Linked DNA regions of Xenopus tropicalis: region 2 is linked to region 1. The links are chromatin contacts, called in public Hi-C maps. All regions are on one chromosome and are shown on one strand. Each heading gives the region's core, a stretch centred on a gene start, on an enhancer-like site or on the middle of the called end of the contact. The rest is flanking DNA. Distances are from core to core; before and after follow the strand shown. Region 1 has its middle 59 kb from the start of fzd7. Region 2 holds the start of fzd7 (frizzled class receptor 7).

Evidence for each region. Hi-C and Micro-C count contacts between places; a contact is called where the count stands out from the background.
Region 2: a Hi-C map of neurula embryo shows a contact between it and region 1, with 2.1 times the contacts expected there. The contact joins the promoter of fzd7 here to the enhancer-like site in region 1. A contact is called at or near these places in 2 of 5 Hi-C or Micro-C datasets (gastrula embryo and neurula embryo).

What each region holds. Positions count from the first base shown.
Region 1 is chr9:52,149,004-52,151,779 of UCB_Xtro_10.0, reverse strand. No RefSeq gene overlaps it. Among named protein-coding and RNA genes, the nearest start is that of fzd7, 59 kb to the left of the region's middle. Within about 2 kb of position 1,494, at least 3 of the 11 cell types and tissues checked have an H3K27ac peak or open chromatin away from gene starts, as enhancers often do. A contact at or near this core is called in neurula embryo, where this site is marked.
Region 2 is chr9:52,208,400-52,211,271 of UCB_Xtro_10.0, reverse strand. It overlaps fzd7 (frizzled class receptor 7), which reads right to left and starts at 1,484. Exons shown (of 1, transcript NM_001016741.2): 1 at 1-1,484. The coding sequence starts at 1,159.

The sequences.
Region 1 (2,776 bases), core at 245-2,744:
CTGGTCATTTAGCTAACTGCCAAAAAAGTAAATTATTCACTCCGCTATACTAAAAACTAATGCTTTTGTAGACATTTTTGTCTACAAAAGCATTAATTTTTGATATAGCAGAGTGAATAATTTACTTTTTTGGCAAAATCCTGCCCATAAGAAGATTAATAGCTATTAAACCACAGTTTCAACTTAAGTCTAGTCAATATATGCTCACCCTAAAGCTCTCTCTGAGCTTTATGCTGGGCTTCCATGAATATTTAGACAAATAAATATTCATGCATTCACCCCAAAACTTGCCCAACAGGCCTTAGTCTAGTTTTGTTGGTTCTTCGTTCTATTATTTGTAAATAGAATATTTGTAAACTATAATACCTATTAATTATGCATTAATGTGTGTGGCTGAAGTGACCAAAGCTCCTGTTTTTCAGTAAATGGATTGAATCATAACTGCACTTAACTGGCTGTATATTTACATTTTCAGAATAAAGGTGGCCATACAGGGGCAGATTTCAGCTGCCGATTCAGGTCTTTAAGATTGCCTTGGCGGCTAATCTGCCTGTGTATGTGGCCCTCCAACAAGCTTTCCCAGTTTATACCTGGCCAAAAATTGACCTGATGTGGATTGGACAGGCTTGATTTCTTGTTGGATCGGGGATCGCATCGGCTCATTGATAAGTTCCTCACTTCCTATTCCCCTTTTTTTCAATGTACAATATCGCTCACCCAAGCTGGCAATATCAGGGGAAAGATTTGTTCATTTGGCAACCTTGCCAAACAAGCAAATCTTACCGTGTTTGGCCACCTTTAGTCTAGACCTAGTGCAACAACACATGAGAGGACACATACTTTTAAGTAGTTTTACAAAGATTGCTGTGATTCTTTTCATTCCACAAACCTGTGCTACTTTCCATGTTGGAAAACATTACTCATTATTTGTGTGCAGTACAGGTCAATGTAACCACAACATAACAGTATATTATAAATGTAGACGAAAAGGTTGGAGACTTTGACTGTACTTATAATTTACCTTAAGCAGTACATTATTTATAACAGTTGTACTAATTTGCAATGGAATCTGTCTCTTCAGATATTTTGTTTCAACTAAGAATCTTTTTTTAATTATATGTTTATTATCCTTAAACTGTATTTCTCTATGACAAAACAATGTTAGAAAATGCAAACACAGGAACAGTTTAGGTTTTACTAGTATTTAATAAAATAAGAAGTCAAATTTAAATACACAAAACAATTATACAAAAGACTAAGGATGCTATGGAAAATAATTAGAAGTTCAGGAGGTTTTGGTGGCAATTAGCAAATGAATGAGCAGATTGACAGATTTGCTATGGCATGGAATTTGGATGGGGTTATGCAAGGTTATCTGGCACCCTGTGATCAGCTGGCTGGTTCTTATTTCACACTGCAAAGATTTCCCAGGGAAGGCAGGCCCCAAGGCCATTCTCAGCCGAAAGTCTTTCCTACAGTGCACAAACAGTTCTCTATGGGCCATGGTGTGTGCAAGGCAACCCCCTGCCCCTCTCCATAAACCTTGAAAAACAAGCATTGTGATGCAGCACAAGCATTCTATTCTAATGGAATGACCCTCTAAGCTGCATTGACTGTTGCAAACATATGCTAACCAGATACCACCAGGGAATAGTGGGCAGAAAATGACAGTACCATCTATATATCTCACACAGGAAGTGCTAATAATACATAAGAACAGGAAAATATAAGTATCACAAAATTATCTATCATCTATCTATCTATCTATCTATCTATCTATCTATCCATCCAGCGTGAATGACTTTATGTAAATAAATAGTGGACCTATCCTCCTTAACAACTACTAACATAATAAATTTAAATAAATAAGAACAATAACTAAAGAGATGGTTTAAATTTAGTCATATAAAAATTCCCAAATATATTACTAAGTGATAGAGGATCAGTTGTATCATATATTTAGTTATAGGAGCATACAGCAACATTATTATTACTGGGTAACAATAACTGAATTGATTTCTAAAAATGCATTTGCATCATTATCACCATAAACTCCAAGTTTGTCGGAAGATTAAAGATCATATATAAAGTGAAATAATAATCCCTTTAGTTGATTTAATTACTGTGTATTGTATGAGTGTTCCAGATGCAATCACCCAAAAAAGGAAGAGCGCAATTTCTATTAATGTTACGGGGTAACCCTTTGAAATTAAGAAAAAAAATTACAAAAGTGGGATAAATTTATTGGTCGCCAAGCGAGCGGATCTTCTCCTGATATCCCCACCTACAGGTGGACGATACCGGGCAAATTAAGGCTAATTCGATCGTTTGGGGCCCCAGGGCCAAACGATCGAATTGTAAAGAAGGCAATGGGCACAGTGGGTTCAGGGACTGCATAAACGAGCCGATGCGGTCCCCGATCTGACTAAATTTTTTAACCTGCCCGATTGATATCTGGGCAATTTCAGTCGGCTAGGCCCGTCATTGCTACCCCTACAGTGACCGATATGAGCAGCTACAATTGGCCTATGTATGGCCACCTTACGATAATCACAGCAAGCTTTCGGAATGTTTTTGTTTCTTAAGCTTGAAAAAGGAACTAAAATGCAAATCATTCTAAATAGCTGTCTTAAAAATCACATTACATGTATGTAGTTTTGAGTACATAAGATTCAGACTCAGGCATGTTCCATTTCCACAATTGCAATATATAACTTCTAGAGTGTAAGGCTTTTTGGGCAGGGCCCTCTCTACCTCTTGTATAGGTTATTGTTTG
Region 2 (2,872 bases), core at 235-2,734, 60 kb before region 1:
CGTAACACACCCCGCTCAGTATGTCCCCATCCACCTGCCCCATAGCCAGGATGGTGATGGTCTTCACTGCGGGCACTGCCCAGGCTGCCAAGTGGAAGTATTGCGAGTTGGCCTCGATGGCTTCGTGCCCCCACTTCATGCCCGCCGCCAGGAACCAGGTAAGGGACAGTATAACCCACCAGATGGAGCTGGCCATGCCGAAGAAGTAGAGGATCATGAAGAGGATGGTGCAGCCCTCCTTCTTGGTGCCCTGCGCCACAGTCCGGTAACTGTCCTCCGAGAAGCGCTCCACGCACACCCCCCGCTCCTCCAGCAGGAACCCCGCGGTGTAAGCCACGGCCACCATGAAGTAGCAGCCGGACAGGAAGATGATGGGCCGCTCGGGGTAGCTGAAACGCCGCATATCCACCAGGTAGGTGAGCACGGTGAAGAGTGTGGAGATGCCGCACAGGATGGCCCAGATGCCCACCCACAGCCGGGCGAAGCGCACTTCTTCCTCCTTAAAGTACATGAGCCCATTGGCCTTGCCCGGCTCGCAGGGGGCGCCGCAGTCCTTCTCGCCCAGAAAGCGGTAGCCCAGGTAGGGGGGCACCTTGAGCTGCCGCGGGCAGGTGAAGTCCCGGTTGGGGTGAGGGTGGAAGGTGATACTGTCCGGCAGGTAAGGGGTGGGCCGGGCGGTGGGGCCGGACGGACTGTTATCCGAAGTGTTCTGCCCCACGCAGATCTCCCCCGCTCCGTGTACCGGGAAATTCTCACAGCGCAGCCGCTCCGGCCACTGGAAGCCGAACTTGTTCATGAGCGCCTCGCAGCCCTGCCTGGCTCTCTCGCACAGGGACCGGCAGGGGGGAATGGCCTGCTCCAGCACGGTGCACACCGGGGCGTACATGGAGCACAAGAAGAAGCGCAGCTCCGGGGAACACTGCACTTTCACCAGCGGATAGAACTGGTGCACCTCCAGCCCCGCGTCCTCCTGGTTGGTGTGTCCGAGCAGATTGGGCATGATGGTCTGATTGTATGCGATGTCCGTGCATAGAGGTATGGAAATGGGCTGGCAGAATCCATGGTCGGGCACGGAGATGCCCTTTTCTCCGTGGTACTGCTGGGCAGATGGGGAGGGCTGCAGGAGTAGGCAGAACAGCAGGGAGACCGTAGCGAACATGCCGGGACCCGGGCGGCAACAGGTGATGATTCGCGGGGCTCTGCAGACAGCAGGGGGGGCTGGAGAGTGAGGCCAAACCAGCTAATTCTCCTCTTTCGGAACTTCTCCGCTCCTTCTCTGTACGAGTCCGCTCCTTCTCCGTACGAGTCCGCTCCTTCTCCGTACGAGTCCGCTCCTTCTCCGTACGAGTCCGCTCCTTCTCTAACTCGGGATACAGAGAGCAGCTCAGCGCACCGATTCCTTACGCGCCTCCGTATTCACGCTCTTACATGCACAATCCGAGGAACTTTCGCTTATTCCTCTGAAACTTCAACGTACTTTCCCACCTCCACAGCCTATCATAAACTGTTCCCAATCCACAACGCTCTCCTTTTAAGAGGGTTATCAACAGAAAGGGCGGGTTTTGTGTTAAACTCCGCAGGCCCGCCCATTATCCAAGTCCCTTCTTTGGACCCCCCATTCACAAACCTTGGCCGAGCAAAAAGAAGGGGCGTGGCTTGGGCGGCTGACCACGGGCCAATGAGAGGCTTTGTTTTGCCTTAGGGCTTGTTTCTCGATTGGCTGGGCTTTTGCCTGGCTTGAAGGAAAAGACCAGGGATGGGTGGGGGGTGCTGGAATCCGAACAAAGCGAGGGGCGATATATGGGGGAAGGGCGAGGTTCTGGTTTGTAGTGAAACTGTGGGACTGAAAGTGTGTGAGAGGGAAAAGTCCTAATGCAGAAAGCAAGTTAGCATTTCATTTAGACTTTTATTTACTTGAAAACGATGAGACCAGGACTGAGCCACTTTTCACCCCCTCTCTTCTATATATGTCTATCTAATATCTATCTAATCAATAGCTATCTAAAAAATGTAAAACATTTATTTATGTCTGTTGTGAAATTGCACAATGAATAGAGGCTATTTTAATGCATTATTCTCTCAGTGCTTTGTTTATAGCAAGGGTTGAGCACATTTTAATAGTTAGAAGTCAGAGTTAGAGGTGGAATGTTATCACCCCCTGCCTGTACAGCTACTAAAATTAGGTGACAGTAAATGGAGCTAATGAGCTTGTAAATGTGAAAGTGTGGGTTAGCCTTCTTTTTATGATGGTGTCAGGCTCTGCCTATGTAAAATACTGCTAATGCTTTTCTACACACTCAAACATGGGAGAAATGTGCTGGATGAAAACCAGTTTCAGAACAGTAAAACAATATTACTAGTACAGGTATGGGATTTCTTATCTGGAAACCCATTACCCAGAATGCTCCAAACTACCAGAAGGCCATTTTCCATAGAGTCCGTTATAAGCAAATAATTAATTTTTCTCTGTAATGATAAAACAGAGTGCTTAATCCTAACTAAGCTGAATGAATCTATTGGTGGCAAAACCATCTTATTGGGTTTATTTAATGTTTAAATGATTTTTTACCCCAGGTTCCAAGTATAATTGCCTATATAATTTCATCAGCCCCGTTAAAACTCACAATCTGTCTTTATTGCCTTCTCTTGTTTTTGTCAGCCTCCTTTCCCTCTTTCCCCTCACCCCCTTTCCATTCTCTTTTTCCCTAGAGGGTTTCTAATAAGTCAGGTCTGGTCTTTGAAATATTAGGATTGAGCCTAACAGTAATAAATATGTTAACACCCTGTGTTTTAAAAAAAAAAAAAAAAAAAAAAACGTAATTATATGTATTTTACAGGTACATGACACTGTTTCTTTCTGAATTTATGTTGA